Regions from separate parts of the Sus scrofa genome. Here region 2 is linked to region 1. The links are chromatin contacts, called in public Hi-C maps. All regions are on one chromosome and are shown on one strand. The core of a region is the stretch at or near the end of the contact, and the rest is flanking DNA. Distances in the headings are between cores, read along the strand shown.

The links. A called contact is a pair of places that touch in the nucleus more often than the background predicts.
Region 2: a contact with region 1 is called in a Hi-C map of liver, with 4 times the contacts expected there. The contact joins the promoter of ZNF524 here to the promoter of HSPBP1 in region 1. A contact is called at or near these places in 1 of 47 Hi-C or Micro-C datasets (liver) and 1 of 2 datasets of contacts at active chromatin or transcription factors (alveolar macrophages).

What each region holds. Positions count from the first base shown.
Region 1 is chr6:59,460,743-59,468,131 of Sscrofa11.1, forward strand. HSPBP1 (hsp70-binding protein 1) reads right to left here and starts at 3,791. Exons shown (of 8, transcript XM_003127468.5): 1 at 3,445-3,791; 2 at 2,818-3,114; 3 at 301-505. The coding sequence starts at 3,021.
Region 2 is chr6:59,717,484-59,724,872 of Sscrofa11.1, forward strand. ZNF524 (zinc finger protein 524) reads left to right here and starts at 3,273. Exons shown (of 2, transcript XM_021095048.1): 1 at 3,273-3,396; 2 at 5,628-6,683. The coding sequence starts at 5,667. The coding sequence ends at 6,635. FIZ1 (flt3-interacting zinc finger protein 1) reads right to left here and starts at 3,328. Exons shown (of 3, transcript XM_021095044.1): 1 at 3,183-3,328; 2 at 1,389-1,740; 3 at 1-344. The coding sequence starts at 1,700.

The DNA.
Region 1 (7,389 bases), core at 2,541-5,040:
CCCAGCAGAGGAGGGCGACGTGGCCAGTTTCAGAGAGCATCGGTGAGGTGGTGGACTGAACCTGCAGCCATCAATGCTCCTGACGGCAAGTGAACCGAGCAGGGAGGGACAGGGAGTCCCACCGGGGGCCTGAATCGGAGCCAGACGGCAAGGGTGAGGCTGGAGGCTGGGAGGCTGGGGAGGAGGCTGAGCCAGAGGTCCCTGAGCCAAAGGACAAGGGCTGGGCTGCAGAGGGAAGCCAGGAGGCAGAAGAGGCAGGACCCTGGCAGCCAGAGGCAGGCCGAGGTGGGCTGGCTGTACCTGCAGCGTTGTCCATGTTCTCACACAGGTCGGCCAGCAGCTCCAGGGCCCCCTCACGCTCCTGCTGGTCAGCAGCCAGTTCAGCTTCACCAGCTGAGGAGGGTGTGGGCTGGGACAGCACCCGGAGGCAGTTCTTCATCTGCTCCACCTCCTCTCGCTGGCCCCGGAAGGCGGCCGACATGGCCTCCTGCAGCCACTGGCGCCTCTGGGGAGTGAGGTGGAAGAAAGAGGCAAACTTTACCAATAATTAATTCATGAATAACAGTCATCACCAACAACAGCCACTGTAAATCAACCATACTGCAATAAAATTTTTTTTTTTTTTTGTCTTTTTGCCATTTCTTGGGCCACTCCCCCAGCATATGGAGGTTCCCAGGCTAGGGGTTGAATCGGAGCTGCAGCTGCCAGCCTACACCAGAGCCACAGCAATGAGACATCCAAGCTGAGATCCAAGCCGAGTCTGCGACCTACGCCACAGCTCACGGCAACGCCGGATCCTTAACCCACAGAGCAAGGCCAGGGATTGAACCCCCAACCTCATGGTTCCTAGTGGGATTTGTTAACCACTGCGCCACGATGGGAACTCCCGACCTGGATCTCTGAAGCTGCACGCTGCTGACACTTTAAGCGGGACAGTTCCGGGGGCGGGGGGCATTCTGTGCACTGTACTATGTTGAACAGCACCCCTGGCCTTCCCCTACCCAATGGACGACAACCAAGAATGTCTCCACACATTGCTAAATGTGGTTAAAACCACTTTCAGGAGAGAACCACTGGTGTGGAGATACACACTTGAGAGTCATCAGAGTAAAGCCTCAATCCGACAGGAGGTCACACAGGAAGTAAGCGTAAATGAGAGTCCTGTGAGAGCTCCAGCGAAAAGAGGCTGGGGAGTGAGGACACGCTAACAGAGGATGGGGAAGAAGGGCCAAAGGGTGGGATGAAAACCCATACACCTCGGAGTTGCCGTCATGGCGCAGAGAAAATGAATCCGACTAGAAACCATGAGGTTGCGGGTTCGATCCCTGGTCTCGCTCCGTGGGTTAAGGATCCGGCATTGCCGTGAGCTGTGGTGTAGGTCGCAGACACGGCTCGGACACAGCATTGCTGTGGCTCTGGCATAGGCTGGTGGCTACAGCTCTGAGACCCCTAGCCTGGGCACCTCCATGTGCCACGGGTGTGGCCCTGAAAAGACAAAAAGACAAAAACAAAAACAAAAAAAAAGAAAAAAAAAAAAACAAAAAAACACAGTACATCTCAATGTCCTAGTAGCATAAGGAAGAAAGAGATCGTGGAGTTTCCTGGTGGCTCAGTGGGTTAAGGATCTGGTGTTGTCACTGCTGTGGCTCAGGTTCCTCCAATCCCTGGCCCAGAAACTGTCACATGCCACAGATGCAGCCAAAAAAAAACCAAAAAGAGACAGAGAGTGAGATCAAGGAGAGGGGTTAGCAATCAAATGCTGTTAGCAGGTTAAATGAGATAAGAGCTAAGAAATGGGCCACTGACTTTTTTTTTTTTTTGGCCAGACTGCATGTTAAGTGCTCATACGAAGGCTCTGTAGTCACAGTTCTGGATCAACTGGGCAAGATGTTAATCTTTCTGTGCCTGTTTCCTACCACACAGTCCTAAGGATTCATTGACATCGTGGATGTACCTGGATGAGCACAATGTCTCGTACACTGTAACTGTCAGCAACAACTAAATAATATGTATGACAAATACAGCTATTAGTCTCCAAAACAACCCTCCAAGGTAAGTATTATTGTCACCCCCCCTTCACAGATGAGAAAATGGGGGCACAGAAAGGTGTGACTTGCCCAAGGTCACACAGTCAGCCATCCACAGAGCCTTAAGTCAAACCTAAGCGTACTGTCCACAGAGCCTGTGTTCTGTTCTTTGGTTTGGTTTGGTTTTTTAATGGTGGTACTCGCAGCATATGGAAGTCCCAGGCCTGGAACTGAATCATGGCCACAGCTGTGACCTATGCCTGTGGCAACACCAGATCCTTTAACCAGCGACCTGAGCTGCTGCAGTCAGATTCTTAACCCACCTCACCACAGCAGGAACTCCCACAACCTGTGCTCTTAATGAGACTATCCTGCTGCCTCCAGGAGCACTGCCTATGTGCCTGGCACTGCATGCAGCCCTGCTTCAACTGGAACTTCGGAACTACTCAGTGAAGTACCACTGGTATTCTAACTGTCAGCATCAACTTGCAAATAAAGAACTTGGGGCTCAGAAAGATGAAGGGACATACCCAAGGTCACACAGCCATAAAATGCTGAATCCAGGTCTGTCTGCGGAACCCTTGCCTCTTCTTTTTACCACGAGGCTACTCTGCCTCCCTGCACAGTGCAGGGATCCAGGGATCAGACCTTCAGTCTACAATAACCCCATCAAGCACAAGGAGGCTACTCTGCCTTCACACCTGGCCTCCCGACCCTCTCGGGACTCCCTCCCCAAGATATCTCGGTCCGCACACCCCTCACCCCGGCTTCTTGGGTCCCCCCCCTTTACCTCCTCACTCATGGGTTCTGGAGGTGGGTCTGGCTCTTCAGAGCCCGCCGTGATGGCCATCTGCAGCAGACCTTGGAGGTTTCGCGGGGGTGGGGGGTTGCCCGAGCCCCCAGCAGAGGAGCCGCTGCCCCCTGACGAGCAACCCTGAGAGGCTGGGGGCAGCGCCAGGGGAAGGCGGCTGCCCCCAGAGCCTTGGTCCGCCATGGGCTGTTTGCGAAGAAGGGACGAATGTGCTGGGGTAGGGGATGGTCACCGCTGAGGTAGCGCGGGCTTCCTGACCGGTCGACTCCTGGAGGTCTGCTGAGAAGGTGGCGTTTTAGGGGAGCTCGGCGGCCCTCCGCGACCCCAAACCACTCTGTCCACATGCCCTTTAACCACAGCCCCCATTCCTTCCTTCACACCGGCGAGACCCTTCCCCAAAGTCACAAGCCCCTCCTTCGTCCCTAGCAACAGGCCCCACCCACTCTCTCTAGCAACCCCCTCCCCCATCTTCACCGCAGGCGTTCCCGTCTCTTAGCAACCCCACTGCCCAGCCCTCATAGCAACCAGGCCTCCCTTTGGTTTTCTTGGCAACAAGTCTCCTCCCTCTTCTCCGAAAGAGGGGAGCCAGAGCGGGGCGGACCTCACCTCCCCGGGCCTCGTGTCGCCGCCGCTACTAAAGACAGAGTCGCCCGCACCTGACTACAATGGGCGCCGCCATATTGACAGGAAATACGCAAATCTCGCCCGGAAGTTCCCGGCGCAGACACCCCACTTAGGGCCTTAACTAGGCGTGAGGAGGCCTCGCCCAGCTCCGAAGTCCTTCCTAACTGGCGGGATACTGCGCTCCGCCCAGCCCCTCACCTAGGCCGCGCCCCTCGTGCTCCCGCTCTGGCCTAAGGCCCGCCCCCGGCCCGGATCCCGCCCTTAGCGAGCCCCACCTCCCCATGCTCATTGCAAGCCCCTGCCCTAGTGTAGGCCCCGCCCCCCGGCCTGGCTCTGCCTAGGCCCAAACGCGTCCACACCCAGCCCGAGTTCTAAACTGGTCCCTCTCCGCCCGCTTCAGGCTCCGCCCCTGTTCCAGGCCTTTCGGCCTCTCCCAGGTGAGCCCCGCCCCCGTGCCGGTTTGCCGGCCGTTCCCCCGTCAAGCCCCGCCCACTTCTTGGCCCCGCCCCATTCTCGCTGAGCGTGCCCCGCATCAGCAAGGGCTTTTCTCTTCCATCTAGGACCCCACCACGTCTTTTACTGGAGCCCTGGGGTCGCACCACTAATAACCTGACCCAGGCACCCAACCCCACCCGTCTCCTGGCCTCAGTTTCCCCATTCGTCAAAGGAGGCATTCTCCACACTGCAGCACTACCTGTGCCGGTGCTTATTACCCAACATCTGCCTGGTGGAATCTTCTCTGGGTCCTGCCCAGGTGCAGAGGAGGGGATCGTTGAAGCCTGAAGTAAATGCCCACGCAAGGTGGTTTAGGCCGCTTGAGGCCTCCCTGCACCAGATTTGGGGCTCAGGTCTGGGAATGTGCCTGGCCTTTGGAGGTGTTTCCTTTGGGGTGATCTTAAGCGAATCCTAGTTGTGGTCTTCCGTAAGAGACCCTTCCCCTCGAGGAAAGGCTGTACTTATCTTGTGACCTACGGTCACAGGTATATTGAGCCCTTGGCTAGGTCTGCAACATGCCAGGTGCTCTTTTGGACAGAGATGGAAAGACCAGTGTACAAGCTGTGTGTGTGTGTTGTTTGTTGTGGTTTGTAGCACTGAGAAGCCTAGCTATCTGACGTGGGTCTAGGCCCCTGTGTACTTTATTGTATCCCTTTCCTATTGTTGCTCTTAACAAATTACCAAAAACTTGGTGGCTTACAACAACGCAGATTTATTAGCTTACAGTTCTGGAGGTCAGAAGCCCCAAATGAGTCTCACTGAGTTAAAAACCAAGGTATCAGGGGGATTGTGTTCCTCCTGGGGGCTCCAGGGACCCTCTGTTTCCTTGCTTTTTCCAGCTTTTAGAGGCTGCCCACATTCCTTGGATTGTGGTCGCAGCATTTCAGCTTGTTTCTTTCCCTGTCCCATCTCCTCCTCTGCCTCTGATCCTCCTGCCTCCCCATGATAAGAACTCTTGGGATGACATGTAGGACCCACCCAAGGAACCAGGATGCTCTCCCATCTAAGACTTTCAACTCAGTCACACCTGCCACGTCCCTTTTGCTATGAATATGTAAGGCAACATATTTGCATGTTCTAGAAATTAGGATGTGGACATCTTTGGGGGCCCAGTATCCAGCCTACTATATATATATACTATGTACACTGACGTACAAGTCCCTCTATCTACAATACTATTTACATATATTATTATACATCATACCATATAATATGTATGTACATATAACATGTCATTGTATATGACATGACATTTTTATACCTGTGATAGAATGGTAGCCTAGATGAGAACACCTCAGAGTTACCCTACAAAAGCGATAGCCTTTCCAATGACCTGTAAGAAGGGTGATAGTATAACTTTCCATCCATAGCAGGACACACAGAGTGACAACGAATCCTATTAATTATTCCAGAATAGGAGTTCCCATCGTGGCTCAGTGGCTAACGAATCCGACTAGGAACCATGAGGTTGAGGGTTCGATACCTGGCTTCGCTCAATGGGTTAAGGATCTGGCGTTGTTGCCGTGAACTGTGGTGTAGGTCGCAGACGTGGCTTGGATCATGCATTGCTGTGGCTCTGGTGTAGGCCGGCAACTACAGCTCTAATTCGACCCCTAGCCTGGGAACCTCCATATGCCGCAGGTGCGGCCCTAGAAAAAGGCAAAAAAAAATAATAATAATAATAATTCCAGAATACCAGCCATAAACCAGACCAGAGGGTCACGCTGCTTCTAAGGCCCTATGTGATCTGCCTCCTCATCTCATCGCCTTCCGACCACCCTGGCCCTTCCACTTTCCGATAACACACCAGGCACACACCTGCCACAGGGCCTTTGCACAGCTGTTTCCTCTGCCTGGAAGGCTCCTGACACTTTATCCACCTGCCTCTGAGGCGCCTCTTCCCTCAATGTCCCTTCGTGGCGGAGGCTTCTCGGCACTATGTGCAAAGTCACATCCTGCTCAACTTACACTCCCCGTCCCCCTTCCCTGCCCTCGTCGCCTCTGCATCCCCCATGGCGACTCTGTAACATATCTTGTGTTTTGATCATTTCTCACCTGCCTCATCCTTTGCAGGGGGAGCTCCCCAGGACAGGGATCTTGGTTGACTTGGCTCACTGCTCTACCCTCACCACTTGGAAGAGCACGTGGCTCAGATTTGGCACTCATGGTAGATTCACGGAATGAACGTGCTTGACCAGCGGACTTAAGGCTCACGGGTACGCTCTATAGGCGATTTGGGCATGACACGGGTGCCTGACAGAGCCAAATTATGTGGAAGTCTGGCTGTGCACAGGTCCATGGATGGGCAGTGGAGCAGACAGTATATTGCAGCCCGTGTGAAGATCTGGGGGAGGCTGTGTTGGGCACAAGGAAGAGACAGGGACCTGAAAAAAAAAATACACAGGGGCCTCAAGGGCTTCTGGAAGTTTCTCTGTAGGAGGATGGAGGATCCTAAATGGACATGTGGATCCAAGATGATCTAAAAACATGCACCCTGGCCTGTGGGTGGCTAGGGGACCCTGATGCTTGTGGGGAAAGGGGGCCTGGGTGGGCAGCTTGGGGGTCTGGAGAGACAGAGATGAGTCTTGGATCAGCAAAGCCCCCAGTTCTTTCCCTCTGCCTCCCCCATCCTCTGCCCTCCAATCTGTGCCATCTCCCCCCAGCTTCTAGCCCTTCACCTCTGTGTACCCCCCATCTTTTGCGGTCCCCGCCTCTGTTCCTCTTTGTCTCTCTTTGTCTGTCTCCAGCTCTCCTTCTACCTGGCTCTGTTTTGTTCTCTGCCGCCCCCAGCCCCGTGCCCCTTTCCAATGCTCCCTCAGGTGGTTTTCCTCCTGCTCTCTGACCCCGCATCCTTTCCCTGCCCTCTCCCCCGCTGTGCCTCGCCTGTGACATCTTGCCCCTCTCTGCCCCATCCCTCTCTTTTTCTCCATTTCTCTCCCCCACTGCTCTGTCTCTCTCGGCTGTCCCCTCCTTTCCTTAAGGTCTCTCCCCGTCTCTGGCTCTGTTTTCTGGGTTCGTCTCTTCCCATCTGTCTCTCCATGGCTCCCTGCCTCCTTTCTCCCGCAACACCCTGTCTCTCCAGCTCTCTTGCCTCCGTCTCCATCTCTGTCTCTGGGTTTCTCCACCTCCCTGTCTCTCTGTCCCCCTGCTCTCCTTTCCTTCTTTCTCTCCTGTCTCTGCCCACCTGGACGTGTGCCCCAATCTCCCTCTTTCGCCCCAGCCCTGTTTCTGCTGGGCTCCATTTCCCCCCACCCCCCACCCCGCCGCGGTCCGTCTCTTTTCCCAACTCGACTCGGATGGATTTCATTTCCCTTTGTGTAGCTCCAGCTCTGCCCCTGCCTCGCTGCGCCGCATCGCTCTCCCTCCATCCTGTCTCCTGCATCCTTCCATCCCTCCCAGCATCCTCCCACCTCCTCGCCATCCCTCCAGCTC
Region 2 (7,389 bases), core at 2,023-4,522, 260 kb after region 1:
CGGCCCTGATCGAAGCGCCGCGCGCAGGCACCGCACGCAAATGGGGGCAGGGAGGCCGCGGCCGCGGCCGCCGCCTCCGCCAGACCCCAGCTCCCCGGGCCTGCGCCTGTCCCCTCTGGGCCTTCTCCGCCACCGGCTCCCCCGCCCCCGCACACCGAGCAGGGCCCCACGTTGCAGCAGACGGAGCAGGGAGCGCTCAGGGCGGGCAGGCCTGGGCCGGGCTGCAGGGGTGTCGGAAGCACCCCTCGGTGCTGGCGCTTGAGGTGGCGGCCCAGGCTGGAGCGTGAGGAGAAGCGGAGCTCGCAGACCAGACAGCAGTAGGGCTTCTCACCAGTGTGGACGACCTGGGAGGGCAGGAGAAAGAGCCCAGCGTCAGGGCTGAGAGTCCAGCCCGCAGGGCAGATTATTGGCCTCCGAGAGGGATTGGGAGGAGGCTCCCTGCCAGGCCCACAAGACCAAGATGTAGCTTCAACCCTCTCCTTCTTATTCTCTGCTTGGGGCCAGCTGGCATGTCTTTGGTCCCTCCAGACTCAGGACCTTTGCACGGGCTATTCCCTCTGCCTGGAAGGCTGTTCCCATGATGGTTTCTGGCTCATACGTCAGATCACAGCTCAAATATCACCCTGCCCTGTCCTGCCCTGTCTTGTCTGGTAGCCCATAGCTCTCCCATCTTTACTCCTACAGATCAGATGGTTATTACTGCTGCTGTTGTTCTAACTTCTTTCTGGACACGTCTCCCTTCCCAGATCACCCTCAGCTACGTGTTTGTTTGCTTGCTTGCTTTTTGAAAGCCATGCCCATGACATGGGGAGGCTCCCTGGCCAGGCATCAAATAGCCATGCCACAGCAGCAACCCAAGCCACAGCAGTGACAACGCCGAATCCGTAACTGCTGGGCCACCAGGGAACTCCTGTATTTGCTTTCTTGCTGTCTACATGGCTCTGGTCCACTTTCAGTGGAATTTAAGTTTTCCAAAGCCACGGACTTCATTGATTTCACTTTGGCAACCCGGGTGTTGGGAACAGGGAAAATATCCAGGAGATAAGTGCTGAGCAAAGGAATTAAATACCTACACAGTCAATCTACCTTTAAAAACCATAAGGGAATGATAAACACAAAGTTGCAGATGCTGGTATTCGAGCAGGGGCATGGGAGAGCGGGTGAGGCAAATTTACTACGACTGTTTTAATTCCTGGGTTGGGTGGTGACTGAAAGAGAAGCACCTCATGCTTTGACTGGTCAGGGTGCTTTGATGGGGAGGAAGGGAGAGAGAAATTTTCCTAAGGCAAGAGATAGGTGAGTGGGCCTTGGGCCAGCTGTCTGGTGCTCCGAGTGGGTCCCAGGGCCTCCAAGGGTGAGTCCAGCCCAGGGCGGCCAGCAGGACTCACCTGGTGGTGCAGCAGGCCCGTGGAGTCTCGGAACCCCTTGGGGCAGGCGGAGCAGCGGTAAGGCCGCTCGCCGGTGTGCGAGCGCAGGTGGTTGGCCAGGTTGAAGCTGTGCTTGAAGCCCTTGCCGCAGCGCGGACACGCGTGGGGTTTGAGCGCAGTGTGCCGGGCGAAGTGGCGCCGCAGGTCGGAGCGGTAGCGGAAGCTCTTGCCACACTCACTGCAGTGAAACGGGACGCGGGGAGCAGCAGCGGGCGGAGCCGGGGCCGGGGCCGGGGCGGGGACCTGGGGCGCTGGCAGCGGGGCGTCATCCATGGTGGTGTGGCGCGAGGGCAGTGGCGGGTGGGGGCTCTCTCTGAAGCAGGGAGACATGGAGGGGGGTGAGGGAGTCACCTCCCCATCAGCCTCCACAATCAGGCTCCTTGGACTCACACACCTGCCACCAGTACCCGGGAGCCCCGCCCACCCACTCTAACCACACCCACTCTTCTTTAAGCCCCTCCCACTCTCCTGCAAACCCTTCCCCCACTCCGCTGCCAATCTTTCTAATCCCTTCTAAGCCACGGAGTGTTAAGCCTCTCCCCCCTTTGAGATGGGACTCCCGCTCCGCTCTAAGCCCCACCCACTCATGTTCGGGTCCCGCCTACTTCTTCCAAAGTCCCCCCGTTTTCGGGAAGCCCCTTCCCCTCCGAGAGCCACTCCCACTCTTCTTTGAAGATGAGAGTCACCTTCAGACGAAGACTCCCATTCTTAGCCAAGGAAAGCACCAAGATTTGGAGCTAAGCGCACTAGAGTCAGCCTTCCAGGGCGAAGATAACTAGTCCTGGAAACTTGAATAAACCCAACAGATTCCTTTATCTGCGAAATAGGGATAAGAGGAGGACCTACCTCTTCGAGTGGTAATGAGATCTAAGCAAAATTGTGGCCAAGCGTGCTGCGTGCTCACTTAGGCCTGCGCACAACAGACTCAACAGGTAAGCTGTTTACATTACTAGTGTCTGCTAAGTTCCTCCAAGGTCCTCTTGAAGTCCCGCCATCTCTTCCCCACCAAGATCCTCCTAGACCCCTTTCAATTTGTCCTTTAAACTCAGCCTTGAAGCAGGCCCCATCCTTTCCAAGACCCTCCCTCCAATCTACCTCTCTTGCCTTCTCAGTCCTTTCAGAGACCCTCCCCATCCGAAGACTTTTTACCTGCATTATAAAGACGTGCTATTTCCGCTAACAAGCCCTGAATCACACTCTTAAACCCCAACTCCTTTACTATGCCCACCACTTGCTGAAAAAAACTTGCCTAAACAAATTCCGCCCCTTCTCTATAAGCTCTTCCCACATCCACACTGAAACCCATTACCCAGCTCAGCCCAGACTACGGCTCTTCGACCTCCTCCTATTATTGCTGAGCCACGCCCCTTTGTCAAACCGCACCCCTTTGCCTACGCTCCTCCCACTTACACCATAGCCCCGCCCACTCCCACACTAAACCACGCCCGCCAAGGCTCCTCCCAGTCGTTGCTCCGCCCCAGTCACCACTAAGCCCCGCCTCCTCCCCACCCAGTCGCCCTTGGGATTGCCCCCCCCCCCAGTCCGCTCGAGGACCCAGGTCCCGAGAGCCAACCTTTTGTGCCCCTCCCCCCTGTCCCTAAAAGGTGCAGCCCCGGGCACCCGGGGCGGGGGCAGGTCAAGCTAGACCCGCAGGCGGGCGAGTCCACCTCGCTCGTTCGGAGCAGGGGTTCTGGAGCCCTGAGGCGGCCCCGGGAGGCCGGGAAAGTCCGTCGGCTTTCCTCTTTAATTACTTACACCTCCCTCTGGGCGCCGACATTTTGGGCAGCGGGGGCAGCGTCACTTCCACCCGGGGGGCCCCTCGACTTCCGCCTGGGCTCGCTTCTCCCCCGCACTCCCCCTTTCTCCCGCCTTCTTGGTTTCCCTCCTCCCCACCGCCCTCCCTTCTCCCTTTTTCCCGTCCCTTTCCCAGCCACTGGAGGTTAGAGAAGCCAGGGTGGCGCCATCTTGGGTGAGGGCATGGCGAGGGGGCGGGGCTTAGGCTCTTCCCAGCGCCATACAGAGTAAGGGCAACAAGCTCAGCGCGGGTGGCCTCCTCCCCGCGGTGTCGACGCTAGCAGGTGTTAACATAGATGAGGGCAGATTTGATTCCCTCTTAGCAACCTCAGGCTCTTCCTAGGTATGATGTAGCGTTGCCTCAGGAGAAGAGAGAAATAGAAGTTCGCCGACTGCGACAGAGATAGGAGGAAAGCGCAGGCTCCATCTTGTGCTTTGAAGCCCATAGGGCGCCATGTTAATTACGGGAGCGAGCGGCCATTTCCCCGCTCCTCGTCCTTTCGGTACCTTTCTTTGGGTCACCCGGTTTGGTGTTTTGTGGGGGGAAAGATATTTCTCTGTGTTTGGGATGTGTTGGTGGAATAATTTCCCGCTCGGGGCCAGCGAGGGCGACGGGTGCGCAGACGCGGCTTGCCGGCGGCGACTCGACCGGCCCTTAGGACCCAGCACGTCCCCTTTGTTCCCGGCGGGCGCGGGCCCGGCGAGGAGGAGGGAGGGAGGGGCCGCTCGGCGTCCGCTCCGAGGGGCGGGGCAGTCCCGCGCGCGCGCGCGCCGCGGAGGAGCAGGGCCCCCTCGCCCCCGCCCCTTCCCACGCGCCGGCCCCGCGCCCCCGCGCCCCCACTCGCGAGCCCAGGCGACATGCAAATGAGGTACCCGAGAGGCGGGGGTCCGGGCTGGGGGAGGGGAGCGGAGGGAGGGGAGGCCCGCGGCCGCGCGCTCCTGGATCGCCCCCCAACCTGCTCCTGCTCACGCGCCCTCTGAGGCGCGCGCGCGCGCCGACCCAGCGCCCCGCGGAGCCGGCCCGCCTGGGTGCGCGCGCGCAGACCCCCTTCTGGAGGCCCTCGCCGTCTGCGGCCTGACGCCGCTCATTGGCCGCCAACCCCGCAGGGCCCGCCCCGCGCGGTCGGATCGGACGGGCGTGCGCCTGCACCCGGGTGGAGTCGGGAGAGGGTCGGGGGCATCGTTCCAGAGTCCTGGGTTCTAGTCCAAGCCCTCACGGAAAGGTGGTTGCCCTTCTCTGGACCTCAGTCAGTGCCTTTTCTAATGGGGTGCAGTGGTACCTGCAGCCCCTAATCCTAACTGCACCTGTGCTGTCCTCCCCTCCCCTTTACTTCACCCCGGTCCCAGGGTCCGAGGCTCTGCTGCTGACAGTGGTGTTGATGGTGGTAGTTTATTTGGTGTTTACTATATGCCCTCTGACACCCCTACCATATCCATTTTACAGAGGTGGGAACTGGCTCGGAGAAGTAAAGCCACTTGTTAGTTAATGGCAGCGCTGGAGTCACATGCCCAACTAAGGAACCCCACGTCTCTTGGATCCATTTCTTCTCACTCGCCAGGCCTTTGGGGTCCATCAGATCTGGTTCACGTCGTGGCCCTGCCCCTTCCCGGCAGAGGGAGCTTGGGCAATTGACTTGGCCTTCCTGTGCCTTGGTTTTCCAGTTTGCAAAGTCGCGGTGGTCTACTCGTAATTCAGACGTTTGGTGTGAGGCTTAGCTACCCACCCCGATGATAAGTGCTAACGTTTCCTAAGCACTTCTGTATACACAGCACTTTATGTTGTTATCTTTAGGGCAAGTCTGTGTGAGTGGGTGGAAATACCATTTTCCAAAAGGCCGACCTAAGGCCCAAAGAGGGGAGCACCTTGCCCAAGGCTACACGGAGAGGAAGCAACAGACTCAGGAATTGAACCTAGAACCTCTGGAGGTCTGATAGATGTCCTCGTCCACAGCTGGGGGGCAGATACCACCTGGGGCCACTCCCTTTCCTTTTTCCAGTCTTCAACCCCGTCCCACTTCCATCAGTCAGCAGGAGAGGCAAAAACAGTTCTGAGGCCTCTGGGGCTTTTTGGTTTGATGGGCTCTGTTTTGAGGACTGAAATACTGGCCCGTTCCCCCCGTTGGACTCTATCCTCCCTTGAAAGATTTTCTTTCTTTTGGCTCAAGTTGACCCTGAATGTTTAGGTCCAGGGGAGGGCTTAGGAGGTCCACACGATGCCTGTGGGACTCAGGGCAGTGCCTGTTGCTGTTGACTGCTGTTGACCCACTAGCGTGGCTTTAATTGTGTGTCCAAGTGATTGTCAGCCATGCCCAGGTCAAGAAACTCATCCCAGATGGGGAGGTGATGGGGGGCAGGGGGTGCTCCACATCCTCCCTGCACTGATGGCTGCCCCCTCTCTCCTTTTAGCCCGGCTCCAATTTCCAGAGCCAAGCCCCCTGCTGCTCAATGGACACCTCCAGCCCAGACGCGTGGCCTTCGCCTTTCCCCAGGGAGGAAGAGAAACCTCTGGCCTTACCTCCTCCTGTTCCCCAGGGCCGCCGAGGCCAACGTCCTGCGGGGGCCACCTCCTCCAATCAGACCCTCAAGACCACCCTCCCTCGCAAGCGGGGCCGCCCCCCCAAGTCAGGGCAGGAGCCCCCAGTGGCGCAGGGGGTCACCGCCCCGGTGGTCAGCGATGGTGGCAGTGACCTCCTGTTGATCGATGATCAGGGTGTACCCTACACAGTCTCTGAAGGGTCCGTGGCGAGTGGGCCTGAGAGCTCCAGCCCTAAGAAAGCCCCGCACTTCTGCCTGGTGTGCCTTCGGGCCTTCCCCTACCTCTCCGACCTGGAGCGCCACAGCATCTCGCACTCAGAGCTGAAGCCGCACGAGTGCAAGGATTGCGGCAAGACCTTCAAGCGGTCCAGCCATCTGCGGCGGCACTGCAACATCCATGCCGGCCTTCGGCCCTTCCGCTGCCCGCTCTGCCCACGCCGCTTCCGGGAGGCAGGCGAGCTGGCCCACCACCACCGCGTCCACTCTGGGGAGCGCCCCTACCAGTGCCCCATCTGCCGGCTGCGTTTCATGGAGGTCAACACGCTGCGGCGCCATATCAAACGCAAGCACCCCGAGGCCATGGAGGTACCCCTGTGTCTTCCGGACCCAGAGCCTGAACCACTGTGGGATGACGACGGCATCCCAGCCACGGCAGAGGCGGAGGAGGGGGGGCTGGAGGGGAAAGAGCTGGCCTGCCCCAGGCCTCCGGCCACTGCTCCCCAGGCTGAGATTAGAGCTGGGAGTCGGGCTGGTGCTGGGCCTGAGCAGGGAGGCCCGGACACCCTCACATCTGGTGGTCTTCCCGTTGTGGGAGGGGGTTGGGGGTGCGGACCTCAACTTCTGGATCCTGCTGCCTTCTGCCACCCTCCCCCGGACTGACAGGCCTTTGGAGGCGGGGGCTGCGGAAATAAATCTCTGCCTATTGGCTTCCTGCGTGTGTTCCGTGATGGTCCCAGGGCCGCCCCCCCGCTTCTCCTCCCTCCAGATGTCCTCCTGCCAGTTACACCACTCCATGGGAGGACCCTATGTCGTGTACCTCATTAGCTCGGCGCTGAAGACCGGCTTGGGGGAAGCCTTTGCCCCCCTCCCATCTCCAGCAGACCCCAAAGCACCCCCGCCCCCAAATATCCACTCTTTAAGTAGAACATTGAACCTTCTGTGCAAACGTGACTCTAGGTTCTCCTCCCCTGTTTCAGCCAGATTCCCGGGAATTCTGTAGCCATCACATTGGCCCTTCTCTTTGTCCTGGCGCTTTTTTGCAGGGAAATACTGACCTGAGAGTGGCCTGCAGGGCTGACAACTTTGGTAGGGCTCGGGTAGAGGAGGGGCGAGCTGGAGGGGCGGGGCAGCGGGGGCGGGGCTTGTTGGGCAGTTGGGTAAAAACTGGGCTAGGCTTAGGAAAAGGGGCCGAGAAACGAGAGGGGCTTGAAGAGGTGTAAGCCTTGCCCTTCAGAAATTGAGACCATTTAGAGGGAAGGGGTTGGGTTTCTCTGAGGGGAGAAGCTTCAAGGGGAAACTGCAGGAGAGCAAGGTGTTGGGAGAGGCGGGACCTCACTGTAAGGATACTGGGCAGTGGGTATGACTGCTATGCACGCCAAGGGGAGAGAAGCGAGGACCTAAGAGATGGAAGGTC